Regions from separate parts of the Mus musculus genome. Here region 2 is linked to region 1. The links are chromatin contacts, called in public Hi-C maps. All regions are on one chromosome and are shown on one strand. Each heading gives the region's core, a stretch centred on a gene start, on an enhancer-like site or on the middle of the called end of the contact. The rest is flanking DNA. Distances are from core to core; before and after follow the strand shown. Region 1 overlaps Sppl3 (signal peptide peptidase 3). Region 2 holds the start of Acads (acyl-Coenzyme A dehydrogenase, short chain).

Region 1 (7,589 bases), core at 2,659-5,158:
GTGCGCCTTCCCTGGGTCTTTCACAACCACACACTTGCTTTTTGAGTTTAGCCTCGGAGAAGGAAATTTCTGTTGTCTAAGCCATCTATACTACAACATATTTTGCTATGGTAGTCCGAGCTAACAGAGTACAGATCATGTGTTATATATTCCAACTTGTTTCATATCTCTGATATGGCCAATATTAGCAAATATCTTAACATATGTTAAATAAAGAACCTGTTTTGTTGTTGAGGCACTTCACAAATGACAGGCTGAACTGATAGAGGATTGGTTAAGTGGGGCTTGTTGGGATCGCTCAGTCAACAGTGCTGTGCAACCCTGAGTTTGGATCCCTAGCGACCATGCCAAGAGCAGGGTATGATGGCACACGTCTGTACTTCAGTACTTGGGGAAAGGACAGCATTTAGGTCAGCCAATCTAGCCCAATTGAGGATCTCAAGTTCACTGGATACAGACCTAGGAAGACAGCAGTCCTCTGGCTTGTCCACGCAGGTGCACATACAATATAAGCACACAAGGACATCAGTCACGTCCATTGTAATAACGCTCATTTTCTTTCTGCTTGCTTTGCTCCATTATGGAATGAAGGACACTGCCTCTTAAAATTGTATTTGTGGGCTCTGCTTCCCTCTCTGTCTACAGTTTTTGCTTCATGGAATGTAAAGATCTTTGATTATATGACAGGCATCTTAGAGGCCCAGAGAGATGACTCAGCAGCTGAGACTGCTGCCAAGTCCTAGTTCCTGGATCCTATGTGGTGGAGTAAGAGAACTGGTTCCTCCAACTTGTACACACACATGAGAGGGAGGGGAGGGGGAGAGAGAGGGAGAGCGCGCAAGCGAGAGAGCGAATGTGCGTAATAATAATCATCAACAAACCTAGGCTCTTCAGCTGTCTGATTCTAACAAACTCTCACCAGCTCTGCTTGCATACACTTGGGGTCACACATTTACTTTTAGGCAGAGGAGGATGCTCGGCAGGATTTGCCTTAACTGCCTCTTGGCAGTTGGCCCTAGAGGACAAATTGTCATTTCTCACTTCCAATTAGGTCTACAACAACAAAACACCTAGAGACCAAAGGCCTGCATTCAAGTTTCAAACTAAAGCCTCTACCATGACAAGCGTGGTGGTAATTTTCAGTGTATTATCCATTCCTTTGTCCCCTCAGTGTTCATTAGTCTCATGACAGAGCTCATCATTTGATGGCACAGGTCTAGACTGGTTGGAGTGTTTAGGAATGTGTTGCAGCCAATGGAACACAAAGACTGGTTCTTCCCTGTGGGTGCGCATTAGGAAAACATGCACTAACCTGAGTTTTCTGACCCACTTAATGAACATAATATTGGTAAGTACAGCTGTGCAGCCGTGCTGCCTCTCTGACCTTGTGGCAGCTGGGGAACTTTAGAAGAACCCTTACTCACATCTCTGCCTGGGCTAGCTTCTACCCTTCCTCTGGGCTGGAAAGCTGCCAGCTGTCTTTTGATCTTACTTGAGGCATGGATGTTACACACAGCCGACATATCTCAGAAGGTAGAGGAAAAGAGCCTGGTGCTGAGGTCAGTGCTAGCCAGCATTTAACTCTTCCAAGTCATTATTAGCTGAGGGCTATTAAAACTCTACTTTTAGCACAGGCCTTTAATTTCAGCACTCAGGAGACAGAGGCAGTTGGATCTGAGTTCAAGATTAGGTTCCAAGACAACCAACCAGGGCTATGCAGAGAAACTCTGGAAGAAACCCCCAAAAAGCCAAAGAGATGACTTAGCAGTTGAAGCTCTTGTGTTCAGTTTCTAGTGTCTATTGTGGGGGTGGGGGTAGTGTGTGTGTGTGGTGGCTGATAACAACCTGTAACTACAACTCCTCTGGATTTGACCTGTTTTTCTCCACTCTGTTGGAGACATGTGGGCGGGCGGGCGGGCGGGCGGGAGGGCACGCACGCGCACACACATACACACACTCTTTTTAAAGAATATTTTTTTTAAAGATTTTTATTATTTATTTATTTTATGTATGTGAGAACATGGTAGCTGTAGAGGTGATTGTGAGCCTTCATGTGGTTGTCAGGGTTGAATTTTTAGAACCTCTGCTCGCTCTGGTCAGTCCCACTCGCTCAGTCCTTGCTCTGGCCCAAAGATTCATTTATTATTATTAGCTGACTTCTGATATACCAGAAGAGGGCATCAGATCTCATCATGGGTGGTTGTGAGCCACCATGTGGTTGCTGGGATTTGAACTCAGGACCTTCGGAAGAGCAGTCAGTGCTCTTAGCTGTTGAGCCATCTTGCCAGCCTGAATATTTTCAAATAAACTGACCAAGCAAGGCAAGCACATTTTATCTTAGCTGAGGTGCTATGGAGGCAGTCACCTTCCCATGCCCCGCCCCAAGACAGAGTTCCTCTGTATAGACCAGGCTGGCCTTAATTCTGCCTGCCTCTGCCTCCTGATGCTGGGAGGTCTTATTTTCCAACTTTACATTGTTCCATCACTGGGCCTGGGTTGGGATCTAGTCACAGCCTGTACACTTGCACAGCTGACAGCAGACTTCAGCTGTTTAAATACTGCCTTTGTGGGAAGACTTCTGTCTTAGGTACCAGGATGGCTGTGAATTGTGGAATTTTATCCTAACTTACCTGGTAACTTATTAACTCTGCAGACAGCCCAGTGCTTGGCTAGCCATTGATCAGTCTATTCTGTCTGCAGAGATGACCCCCCGCCATCACCCCAGCCCTGTCTCACCACCTTAATCTTATTTCTGCTCTACAACATGATATGATGCCTTTACATCAAGATGTTATTACTACACACTCCATTCAAACCGTACCCTGGCTATTTGCTTAACAAAGAGCACATTTGGGTTACTGAAATGAATGTTTAAATGAGCAATGTGGGCTATGAGAACGCTTAGCAGGTCAAAAGCTTATGAGTCTTATCCACACAAATATGAAGGGAGACAATCAACTCTACTAAGAGGTCTTCCACATTTGCCACAAACAGAATTACTCACATACAAATGCATAAACAAGACGGAAGTAAAAAATGATCAACAGAAAGAGGCAAGCACGTATCCAAAATCCCTGCAGCTGGAGGCCGAGGCAAGAGAATTCCCCAAGTTTGCATCAAAAGTGTGAACCAGCCAGGGTTATGTGGTGAGATCCTGTCTTAAAAAAAAGACCTAGACCAATGTTTTCATTTCTACTGATACCAACTATGACTCAAGAGAAGCAGCAGTAGGTCAAGCTTCCAGAGGGGAATGAATATGCAACCAGTGATGCACACAGTCAGCATTCACGATGAAGACACAGGAAATGGCCAGTCTGAGGACAGCCTGGGCTAGACAGCAAAGAAACCCTGTGTGTTTGTTTGTTATTTTATCCTATCCCTCTTCAAAATCATTGAGTGTATTGTGCTCTGACAGTAATATCACTCTCTACCTATGTGGGACTGAATGGTATACTCACAAGATTCCTATCTGCAGTTTTAACCACAGGACCTGAACATGTAAGTGTATTTGCAAACAGTTTTTAAAGAGGTATTATAGGTAAGATAGTTCTTTCTTCTACTCCTCTTAGGGTATCACTGTGCAGGCTTTAGCCTGGTCTAGCAAGCTGGTGTTGAACTCCCAGGTACACCTGCCTCTGCACTGAAAGTGCTAGGACCGAAGGTGTGCACTACCACACCTAGCTTAAAATGCTATTGAGGGAAATAGATAAGCAGATGTGGGCAAGGGAAAGGGAGAGACAGATGGACCTTCCGTCTGCACGGTCAGGAGAGAAGGACCAGTGAAGGCACCATCTACATGTGAAGACCAAACCCACAGGCCAAGGAGAGGAGTCTGGATAAAGCCCATCCTGCTGATATCTTAAAGTTCTCTGCTGTCTAAGCAGCTCAGAGCTGCTGAGTCACCATCTCACCGCAGCTGCCTGACCTTTACCTACTTCCTAAACAAGGAAAAGTAACTGAGGGGTAATCACAATACAAAATATGCAAAATGATGATGATGGCGGCGGCGACGATGATACAAAGCAAGAGGCCCTAGAACCTTTATCCTCTATGAATAAATACATTTACTATAGCTCTCCCGGCCTCCCCCACCTCCGTGTGTGTGTGTGTGGGGGGGGGGTGTACGCTGTATGCAGGAATATACACCCATGTGAGCATCTGTGGAGGCATTTTTGAGACAGGATCTATTACTGGATCAGACTGTCTGGGCTAAGCTGGCTGAATCTGTATTTTTCCATCACCTAACCCTAGTGTTACTGTAGCCACATGCAGTTCTACATGTGTGTGGGAGATGTGAACTCAGATCCTTCTGTTTTCATAGCAAGGGGTCTTTCCCACTGAGCCATCTTCTTCTTTTTTTTCTTTTTCTTTTTTTCTTTTTTTGTTTTTTTTTTTTTGAGACCGGGTTTCTTTGTGTAGCCTTGGCTGTCCTGGGACTCACTCTATAGCCCAGGTTGGCCTTGAACTCAGAAATCTGCCTTCCTCTGCCTCCCAAGTGCTGGGATTAAAAGCGTGCACCACCATGCCAAGCTCCACTGCGCCATCTTTAAAGAAGGACTAACACAGTGCACACAGTTTTTCATGCACTAGTGTGCTAAGGATAGGTTTCAGAGCACCACATAAACTCAGCTACTGCAGCCTCTCCTCCCATCTGATGTCTGCTTTAGATGAGCTGTACACATGCTGCCATATTCCAGACAGGTTATCAAGTCAGCAGCCTTTTACATGACACCGTGGTGGTATGCTGAGCTGGACGGAGTTCAAGTCAACTAATTAGTGTCAAATACCACACTTCATGCCATGTACAAGAGTCTATCATGACACGATAGCAGGAAGTTGTTCAACACACTCTCAATGTCTTAGTAAGGCTTTATTTAGGGTTTGTGCTTTTTGTAAGAAAGGAATAGAATGGTATTCAGCTAAGGTAGGGAAGATGCCTCAGTCAGCACAGCACACAAGCAGGAGGCCCAGAGCACAGCCAGATGCAGCGGCACAGTGTAGAACCCAGTGCTGGTTGCACACAGGAGGATCCTTAGTGCTGACGTCAGTCAGCCTACTTGACCCAGTGAACCCCAGGCTCAGTGAGGGACATCATTTCACAAAGTAAGGTTTGGAGGGCTGTTGAGGAGGACGCTACCGTTATGCACACCCACACAAACATGCACAGGCATCACATACATAAGCCAAAATGAATAATTTAATAAACCCTCAAAATCAGGGTATTATACATGGTTGGCAAGTCAAGTGTTCTAAATTCAGCTACATCCTCACTCTTTTATCTATCTATCTATCTATCTATCTATCTATCTATCTATCTATCTATCTATTTATGGTTTTTCGAGACAGGGTTTCTCTGTATACCCCTGGCTGTCCTGGAACTTACTTCGTAGACCAGGCTGGCCTCAAAACATCCTCACTCTATGAACAGAACTCAACTTACTCTTTAGATTCAAAGGTTTTCCTGAGCAGAGACCTAGGGCTGCTTTGCAAACCCTGCACTGTGTGCAGTAGACAAGGAGAGCTTGGGCTTGCCCAAGGCTGCCTTAGGTCTGACAGAATGTGCTGAACAGTTAGGACACAGAGTCTGTATTCAGTCGACAACCATGCTGTGTCTAAGACCTAGGTCAGGAATAACAGAGGGGTCAACAGCCAGACGGTGAGGTGGCCTCCGACCATACATACGCTGGAGCATTTTACACTCAAGGGTGCTGTGAGTCTCATTCGGGAGCTCCAGGAGAAGAGCTGTGAAACTGCGTTCGTGTGCACTCCCCACATCCACACATAGTCCCCACATGTCTCTCTAAATCCACCACTGGGGCTTCACTCAGAGATATTTAACAAGCTCTCTAAAACTATAAAATAAAAAGACTTTGAATGGGTATTCTAGCAGACTCAGTAAGATATTAACAAAGAAACTTTAAGAAAGCAGAGACAGTGGCACCCAGCCTTCCTGATGCTGCCACCCTTTAACACAGCTCCTCATGCTGTGGTGACCCCAACCACAACATTATTTCACTGCTACTTCATAATTGTAATTTTGCTACTGTTATAAGTTGCAATGTAAATATTTCTGGAGAAAGAGGTTTTCCGAAGGGGTGGTGTGCCACAGGTAATAGAGGGATATTTTATAAAGGTCAGTCCATCAGGAAACATACGAACTATAAATATATAGAAAATAAAAAGAAAAATTCAGAGACTTAAATGTGGAACGTTCTGCAAGCACTTATCTGATAAAGGCATCTTCATAGTATGTGAAGGACTCTTAAATTCAACACTAAGAAAATAAAAATAGAGATAGAGAGAGGGGTGGGGGGAGAAGGAGAGAGAGAGGGGTGGGGGGAGAAGGAGAGGAAGAGGGGGAGAGAGAGAGGCTCAGAATAAGTATGGCATGCTCATGGCTCTACACTTGACCCTCAGAGCTGGGGGTGGGGGGAAGGGCAGGGGATTCTCAACAGACATTTCACCAAAGACTCTACATGATGACAGATAAACACATGAAAAGAGCTGGACACCATAAGCCACGAGGAAACACCAATCAACGTCATAATGAGACACCACCTATACCCACTAGATTAAGAGAGGAAGGGGGGTGACAATGACATTGACTCTGGACTGAGACAGAATCCCAGCATTAGCTCAGTTTCCGGCTGTGTGGTCAGCACTAACACCCTTACAACAGTGTTTGCTATGTGGCGACATGCAAGTCACACATCTTCTTACATGTTACTCATTGGATCAATAGATCTATTTTTCTATTTTTAAAGACAGGGTTTCTCTGTGTAGCACTGGATGCTCTTGAACTCAAGGATCCAACTGCCTCTGCCTCTCAAGTGCTGAGATTAAAGGTGTGCAACACTACTGCCCATCTGGACAAATACATTTCTAAAATGTGACACAGACACACATGCTTTATTTAGCATAAAAAATGAAATGACAGCCGGGCACTGGTGGCACATGCCTTTAATCCCAGCACTTGGGGGGCAGGGGCAGGCGAATTTCTGAGTTAGAGGCCAACCTGGTCTACAGTGTGAGTTCCAGGACAGCCAGAGCTACACAGAGAAATCCTGTCTGGAAAAACAAAACAAAACAAAACAACAAAAACAACAACAAAAGAAAGGGCATCATTACATAAACCAGGCAGAAGTGGAAATCTCCATGCTGGGCACAGTCACCCAACAGAGACATGCCTCCTTACGCACTGAGTCCAAACTGGACAGCAGTGACACCAAGAAGAAAAACACACAAGCAGAAAAGGACTGTCTGGGAGAGGACGAGAGCCCACGGGGCGGGAGGAATAGGAATGTGTTTGTGCGTGACTGTGGTGAAACAATGATACACAGGTATGGAAGTCATAGCAGAGCTTATGATATACCTTATCATATAGTAAAAATGAAGAAAACAGGGGCTGGGGAGATGGCTCAGCGTTAAGAGCACTGACTGCTCTTCCAGAGGTCCTGGGTTCAAATCACAGCAACCACATGGTGGCTCACTACCATCAGTAATGAGAAACAAACAAACAAAAAAAACCTATGGGCCGGAGTGGGGCTGGAGCAAGAGGGAGAAGGGAAATGGGAGAATCATAGTTAAAA
Region 2 (7,589 bases), core at 3,224-5,723, 50 kb before region 1:
ACTCTAGGTGCCTTAAGTGTGGCTCTGCCCCATGTGCTGCTGGGAGCTGCGGGGCCAATCTCCCTCACCTGCATACAGACATGAGTGTCTCTCTGCCTTTCCTCACGTGGCTCCTCTGGTGAGCTTTCCATGCTCTTGACAAGCCTCAGAGTCTTTGCTCTATTCCAGAGTCTGAGAGGTGTTTGGTACCCGGTGTATCAGTAAATACTGCCTAGCGTGTGCTTCCGAGAGCTGCGTGGCCTTAGCTCAGTAGCTCACAGCCTGGGACGCTCCTGTTTTCTGGCACGCTGTCTCCTGCCTGTCATGCTGGCTTTGCTTGGAGAGCCCACACTACTGGCTGGAGAAGGGCTGCATCCCCTTTCCCTTCAGCCTGTTCTCAGAGCACACTGAGGCCGGGTGCTCAGTCATCCTGGTAGGATGGAGCAGTCTTTAGCTTCTGAAGGGCCAGCGGTCCGTGTCTGACTGCTTAGGGAAGCAGCTTGCTGTTTGCTAGAGAGTTTGAAATTCCAACTTTTGTGCCTGACTTGAGTAAACTGGAAGTCATACTTTGTAAATAACTGAACAAGCAGAAGCCGAGTCAGAAGTCAAACTGTCCAGGAACACCAGTGGCTACAGTGGCTTCCTGTGATGCAGTGGAAGAGGGAATCAGTGCTTGGGGGTCGGGCATGCATGCCCCATGCCCATAACAGTAATCTGAGAGGATGGCAGCCCCTGGGGACCTCGTCCCCACCCTGGGCTGAACCCTTCCTGGTATGAGGCAAAGTTCTGCTCCATCTCCATCCTTGCCCCATGTCTTGGGGATGAGCTGCCCTTCTGAACCGTAAATACAGGAATAAAGATGGCCAGTACTTGGGCTGACATAAGCTCTTGTCTCAGGTTAGCCCAACGCTGGCTCATATGAGCCTCCTGAAGCTTCTCCTGGCCCTGGGCATCTGATTTCCAGTTCCTAGGGACAGCATTTTGCTGTGTCTGGGGTGAGCCATAGACTCAGATTCTGAAAACATCCACATTCCATGTCCAGAGCACCATAGCCACAGGGAGTCTGGACGAGGTGGGCGCATTCTTGTTCGTGAGGGATCATGGCCTTTACGATGCTGTCACTCAAGTTGTGAAAGTCCATTTTCCCTGTAAATCTATTTTTCACAGAAATAGGAAACATCTCTGTCCTTAAAATCCTCAGTCCAAAACAAATCAGGTGATTCTATTTGTATAAGATTATTTTACCACAAGAGACAGTAATAAAGATTTTTCACAATATGTTCACTCTGACTTGCCTCCTGATTGGGCCTTTGAGGGCTTGGAGGGTGGGCAGGGTCCCAGTCCCTTTGCTTGGCTGTGGCATTTCTGTTTTTGTTGACTTGGGTGTCACTGGTTTATAACTGAGGAACAGCTGAGAGTCACCTGTTTCTTTTTTAAGTTTTTCTGTTGAAGGTTTTCCTCAGGGACTAAGAGTTAAACATTTATGGATGGAGAACATTTATGGGATGGATGTTCCCAACAGCATACGCCCCACTGCCCCAGCCCTTAAGACAGGCTTACCAGCGTGTGTGTGTGTGTGTGTGTGTGTGTGTGTGTGTGATAACAAAATGACCTCGATTATCTGTACGTGTCTGAGCTGAGCAAGCATGGTGCCACACCTTTAATTTAGGGCTTGGGAGGCAGAGGCAGGCCAGTCTCTGAGGCCAGCCTGGTTTACTATTCCAGGACAGGCAAGGTCACGTAGTGAGACCCTGTCTCCAAAAGCAAAAACAAGCCAGGCAGCGGTGGCTTTGCATTGTCATTGCAGATTTTTGGGTGTGTGTGGGATTCATTTACCCCTTTTGCTCCCAAATAACTGCAGGGCTCCTGTGCCCACTCTAGCCGTGTTAGCGCCTGAGTAAATAACTGCAGGGCTCCTGTGCCCACTCTAGCCGTGTTAGCGCCTGAGTAAAGGCACAGAGACCTGGGTTTTTCTTTTTTTTTTTTTTTTTTCCATTTTTTATTAGGTATTTAGCTCATTTACATTTCCAATGCTATACCAAAAGTCCCCCATACCCACCCACCCATCCTGGGTTTTTCTTAAGCTGCAAGCCTAAGCTGGGCAGATAGCTTTTTTTTTTTAGATTTATTTTTAAAGATTTATGCATATGAGTACACTCACTCTATCTGTGCAGATGGTTGTGAGCCTTCATGGTTGTTGAGAATTGAATTCAGGACCTCTGCTTGCTCAGTCCCTGCTCACTCTGGCCCAAAGATTTATTATTATAAATAAGCACACTGTAGCTGACTTCAGACACACCAGAAGAGGGTGTCAGATCTCATTATGGGTGGTTGTGAGCCCCCACGTGGTTGCTGGGATTTTTAACTCAGGACCTCTGAAAGAGCAGTCAGTGCTCTTAACCGCTGAGCCATCTCTCCAGCCCCTTCTATTTGTACTTTCTAATTGTGACTGCACTTGTAACCCTGGACATATAATGAAAAAAATCAAACACGTAATCTGTCCTTCTTGGGTAATTGCTAGCCGGTCATTGTTCTGTGAAACCTATAAAAATAAAGGGGCAGCCTGACTGCCAGTCAGAGCTGGCCACCATGTCGAAGGCTGCAGATGGCCCCAGGCAGCTTCTGGAGATAGAACTGACGTCATCGGCCTTGGCAGCAAGTGCCTTTGCTCACTGAGCCATTTTCCAGGCCCCTTAAAAAACCAAAACCAAAACCAAACCAAACCAAAACAAACCTTCAAAGACATGGGTTTGAGTGGTGGCACCTGCCTGTAATTCCCACACTCAACTCTGTGAGTTCAAGGCTTGTCTCTAGTCTTTAATGGCAAGTTCCAGGCTAGCCAGGCCCTGTGGACCACCTGGCCTGGTCATCTATTGTTTTGGGTTTTTTTTGTTTTTGTTTTTTTGAGAGATGATTTCTCTGTGTAGCCCTGGCTATTTTGGAACTTACTTTGTAGACCAGGCTGGCCTGGAACTCACAGAGACCCAGTCGCCTCTGCCTCCAGGTCTAGGATTAAAGTCATGTCACCATTAGAGCCTGGCAGCTGTCTCGTTTTTGGAGACAGTTTTTTCTTACTGAAGCAGGAACTCACCAGCCCCTTTAGACTGGATGTCAGTGAGCTCCCAGAATCCTTGTCTTTGCAGTCCCCATCGGATGGAATCCTGCACCCAGGTCAAATGGATGCTGGGGTTCCAACTCAGGTCATGCTCACATGTGAAGTCTACCCTCTGCACCACCTCTCAGGCTCCAGTGTCTCTCTTTCGTCTTCCATCCGGTTCTGTCTGGTGACCAGGTAGGGAAGACGGATGGATGACCAGAGGATTGGGCAAAGAGTCAGCACGTTATTTGAAAGCCCCCCCCCCCCTTTAAAGGCAGTTCCAGACTTTGGGGGTGGGGGAAGAAATGGACAGATGGGATCATTTGCAGTCTAAACTACCACCCTCTCTTCAGTGTATTGTTTTCTAGGTAGTGGTGGGCTGTGAAGTTCAGTGAGCAGATATGTAGGGTGCATGTAAACCAGGGAGCTAATGACACTGACAGTCTCTGGGACCGAGCGAAGTTGTTCTGAGGGTGCTAGGACTCAACCCTCAACCCTTGGAGTTAATGGGCAGTACCCCTACTCCCAGCAGGGCTCTGCCCCCCCCCCCCCCACGAGGTGCAGAAGACAGTAGCTCTGTTTCACATTCACATCTGAGGGCTGGAGGGAATCTTCCTGCCCAGCATCCCCATGCAATGGGCTAGATACTGAGCCTTCCAGGCTTTTTGTTTTTTGTTTTGTTTTGTTTTAAAGATTTATTTTATTATTTTATGTACATACACTGTAGCTGTCTTCATACACTCCAGAAGAGGGAGTCAGATCTCATTACGGATGGTTGTGAGCCACCATGTGGTTGCTGGGATTTGAACTCTGGACCTTCGGAAGAGCAGTCGGGTGCTCTTACCCACTGAGCCATCTCACCAGCCCCCTTCCAGCCCTTTTGGAATCCACAGACTAGTGTGAGAGATGAATAGTAAATAAATAAGTAAAATAAAAGGCTGGATGTAAAACTGTGGGCTAGGAATGGTAGCATGAAATCCAGGCAAGAGGGCAAAAGCTGCCTGCCTTGTGTGGCCGAGCAAAGATGGTCAGGGAGCCAGGGATTACGCTGACAGCTGACAGGATGCAGAAGTGGGTGGGCAGGAGTAGGTGCTAGCTCTTCTCTTCTCTCCCTAAAACTGAACCCAGCGCCTTATGTCTGCTAGGCAGGGAGGACCTCCTCACGCCCTCTTTAAACTTTCATTTTGAAGATACTGCAAAGTTGCCCAAGCTGGGCTTGAATTTACTCCGTAATACAGGGAGAACCTGCAATTCTGCCTCAGGCTCAGAAGTCGCTGGAATTAAGTTGACTTCCTGGGTGAGGCCCGGACCCTAGGTCGTGAGCCTGTCTCAGGCCTGCCCCTGCGGCCCGGTGGGCGTGGCCCGGGCTCGGCGCCGGCCCCGCCCCTGCAGCCGTGTGGGCGTGGCCCAGGCCCTGCCCCTGCCGTCCGGAACTCCAGAGCTGCTGCAGGAGGTCCTGGAGGTCTGTGCCCATGGCTGCCGCCTTGCTCGCCCGGGCCCGTGGCCCTCTCCGTAGAGGTGAGTGCGGAGCCCCAGGGCGGGTCACAGGGCGGAGATCCTGGCGGCCGGTCCTGCTGTGGCCCCGGGCAGACGAGTGGGCAGCACCCAGTGGCTGCGCGTGGCCTTTGTCCTAGTTTGGTAGCCTCTGGCCGGTGCAAGGCCCAGACTCTGAGGGATCCGGGCTCCTGCTCGGCGCTTTTCCCGCGGGTCCCTCATCGCCAGCTCCCCTTATGCGGCCCTATCCACACCCCTTACGCCATTTCAGTCCTAGCTGAGGTTCTGGGTGAGTTGGTCCTTCATGGCGGGGGGTGGGGGGAGGGGCTTGGCATTTAACTCCGACCTATGACCTTGGACATAACTCTCAACCTCTCTGCATCAAGTGGTCCAAGTGTCAACTGTTTCCATCCTCAGAGCTCTATTAAATCACAGGATGCATCGTGGTTGGCATCTAACGTGTTTTCTTAACGTTAGCATTTACTTTTTTGTTTGTTTGTTTTTGTTTTGTTTTTCGAGACAGGGTTTCTCTGTATAGCCTTGGCTGTCCTGGAACTCACTTTGTAGACCAGCCAGAAATCCGCCTGCCTCTGCCTCCTGAGTGCTGGGATTAAAGGCGTGAGCCACCACGCCCGGCATACTTATTTTTAATAGTGTTTCCTCTCCTGTGCAGCAGCCCTGACACTATGGCCACCGCTTCCTTTGGCTAATCCAGAGTCACATTAACAATTAGATCAGTGTTAAATAAGCCATTAAGTACTTCTTTAATCTTTCCACTGCCGGGAGCTGAGTTCTGTTCTTGTCCACATTTTATAGAACTCCCAGACCCCAGACCCAGTGAAACTTAAAATCCATTTCCGAGGTGTTGTAAATGGGATTATATGGAGGAAGTGTTTAGCGAGCAGTTAAGCATTCAGTTAGCCTGGGCTTTTCTGTAACACTCTGTTGACATTGTATCAATACATTTTTTTTTTTTTCTATTGAGACAGGGGTGGGGGGGTGGGGGGTGGGGGGGTGGAGTGGTGCTCTTTTTTTTTCTTAAAAGTTTATTTTTATTTTTATTTGTATGAGTGCTTTGCCTGCATGTGTGCCTGCATAAGTGTGCCGTGTCCCACAGAGGCCAGAAGAGTGTGTTGGATCCTCTGGACCTTTCATTACAGACAATTAGCCACTCTGTAGCCTGGTTCCTCTGAAAGAGCAACAAGTGCTCTTAACTGCTGAACCATTCCTCCAGACCCTGGGATGAATGAAATCTTGACTTATTGCATAGGCTAGCCTGAACTCCAGGCTACCTCAGCGTTTGTTCTTCTTACAGAAGATCTGAGTTCAGATCCCAGCGCCCATGTTGGGCAGCTCCTAATCCCCTGTAAGGTCCAGGGGATCTGACGCCCTCCTCTGGCCTCTGTGGGTACCTGCATGCATGTGTACATACATAAACACAGACTCACAGACACATAAAGAGAAAGGAGTCTTAAGATCTTTCACACTGTCCTTCCCTAACTCGGATCATCCTCTGATAGCTCTCGGTGTTCGGGACTGGCGACGGTTACACACTGTTTACCAGTCTGTGGAGCTGCCTGAGACACACCAGATGTTGCGTCAGACATGCCGTGACTTTGCCGAGAAGGAGTTGGTCCCCATTGCGGCCCAGCTGGACAGGGAGCATCTCTTCCCCACAGCTCAGGTGAGTGCAGCAGCCTCACTGTGAGTGTGTGGCTCAGAGTGGCTCACAGTGTCCAGAGGCGGCAGCCAGGGGCGCCACGACCTCTGGTAGGAAGCTCAGAACATACTCTGAATGTTCAGCATCTGGCCCCTAGCCAAGATGTGCCAACTTTTTAAGAAGATGCATTTATTAACTAAGTGCATCTATGTGTGCCTGTTTGTCTGGATTTTATGTGCATGCCTGGCCTGTCACCATATGTCCTGAAACTGGAGTTACAAGCAGTTATGGGTGCTGGGAATTGAACCCTGGTCCCCTGCAAAAGCAGCAAGTGCTCTTAACCTCCGCGCCGTTTCTGCAGCCCCTCTTTGGTTTTCCTGAGACAGGCTCTGAGTGTGCAACCCTGACCGGCCTCAGACACACTGAACTCGCCCTGCCCTTGCCTCTTGTGTGTGTGTGTTTTTTTTCTAAAGATTTATTTATTTGTTATATATAAGTACATTGTAGCTGTCTTCAGACACACCAAGAAGATAGCATCAGATCTCATTACAGATGGTTGTGAGCCACCATGTGGTTGCTGGGATTTGAACTCAGGACCCCTGGAAGAGCAGTCAGTGCTCTTAACCGCTGAGCCATCTCTCCAGCCCACCTCTTGTGTTTTGATAAAGGCACCCCCTACCACACCTGGCACTACGGTATTTACAAATACCGAGGTCGTTCTTTTGTAAACTGTATCATTATCATGCGTGTGTATGTGTGATATGCTTGTGGATGGTGTCTGCCATGGCCTGAGTGGGGATGTCAGGGGACAACTGTAGGACTGTGTGGGACTGGGTTCTCTACCCCTTCACTTCTACATGGAGTCCAGGGGTCAACCTCGGGTCATCAGGCTTGGCAGGTGCATCACCCTGTAGTTGGTTTCATTTATGTATATGTGTGTGTGAGAGTGTCAGGTATGTGCTGGTGCCCTCAGAAGCCAGCAGAGGGCGTCAGATCCCCCGGAGCTGGAGTTACAGGTAGCTGTGATGTGGGTGCTGGGAATTGAACTCAGGACCTCTGGTAGAGCAGCCAGAGCTCTTAACCACAGAGCCCTTTGTCCTTGTAGCTAAGACAGCCAGAGATTGGAGACCTGCAGCTTCCTGGGTTGGCTAGTGTATGGACCCTGAGGGCCTGCTTGCCATGACCCTCACACACTTTGTCTTTCCATTTCCACTGAGGTGGTGGGATGTGAGGCACAGCTCCAAGTTGGACCAAATAGAGGAACATGTCTTGGGAGTGGGGACAGGGGAAGCTTGACAATATCATTCCAAGGTGATGGTGGCTTCCCTGCTTCAGTGGCGCACCAGGGACAGCTACATG

What was found. A called contact is a pair of places that touch in the nucleus more often than the background predicts.
Region 2: a Hi-C map of the HPC-7 cell line shows a contact between it and region 1, with 2.5 times the contacts expected there. The contact joins the promoter of Acads here to the enhancer-like site in region 1. A contact is called at or near these places in 9 of 39 promoter capture datasets (the C10 cell line, the HPC-7 cell line, HPC-7-derived erythroid cells and 5 more), 1 of 15 datasets of contacts at CTCF or cohesin (large pre-B cells), 10 of 484 Hi-C or Micro-C datasets (ECoMG myeloid progenitors, the G1E-ER4 cell line, the HPC-7 cell line and 5 more), 6 of 115 datasets of contacts at active chromatin or transcription factors (the 230-238 cell line, the SCID.adh cell line, embryonic stem cells and 2 more) and 2 of 9 other capture datasets (adipose tissue and liver).

The regions. Positions count from the first base shown.
Region 1 is chr5:115,065,465-115,073,053 of GRCm38.p6, reverse strand. All of the region lies in intron 2 of Sppl3 (signal peptide peptidase 3), which reads right to left. Among named protein-coding and RNA genes, the nearest start is that of Rpl37rt, 39 kb to the left of the region's middle. Within about 2 kb of position 3,908, at least 73 of the 459 cell types and tissues checked have an H3K27ac peak or open chromatin away from gene starts, as enhancers often do. A contact at or near this core is called in the G1E-ER4 cell line, the HPC-7 cell line, the SCID.adh cell line and 3 more, where this site is marked.
Region 2 is chr5:115,116,230-115,123,818 of GRCm38.p6, reverse strand. It overlaps Acads (acyl-Coenzyme A dehydrogenase, short chain), which reads left to right and starts at 4,473. Exons shown (of 10, transcript NM_007383.3): 1 at 4,473-4,594; 2 at 6,091-6,254. The coding sequence starts at 4,549. It overlaps Unc119b (unc-119 lipid binding chaperone B), which reads left to right. Exons shown (of 5, transcript NM_175352.4): 5 at 1-1,253.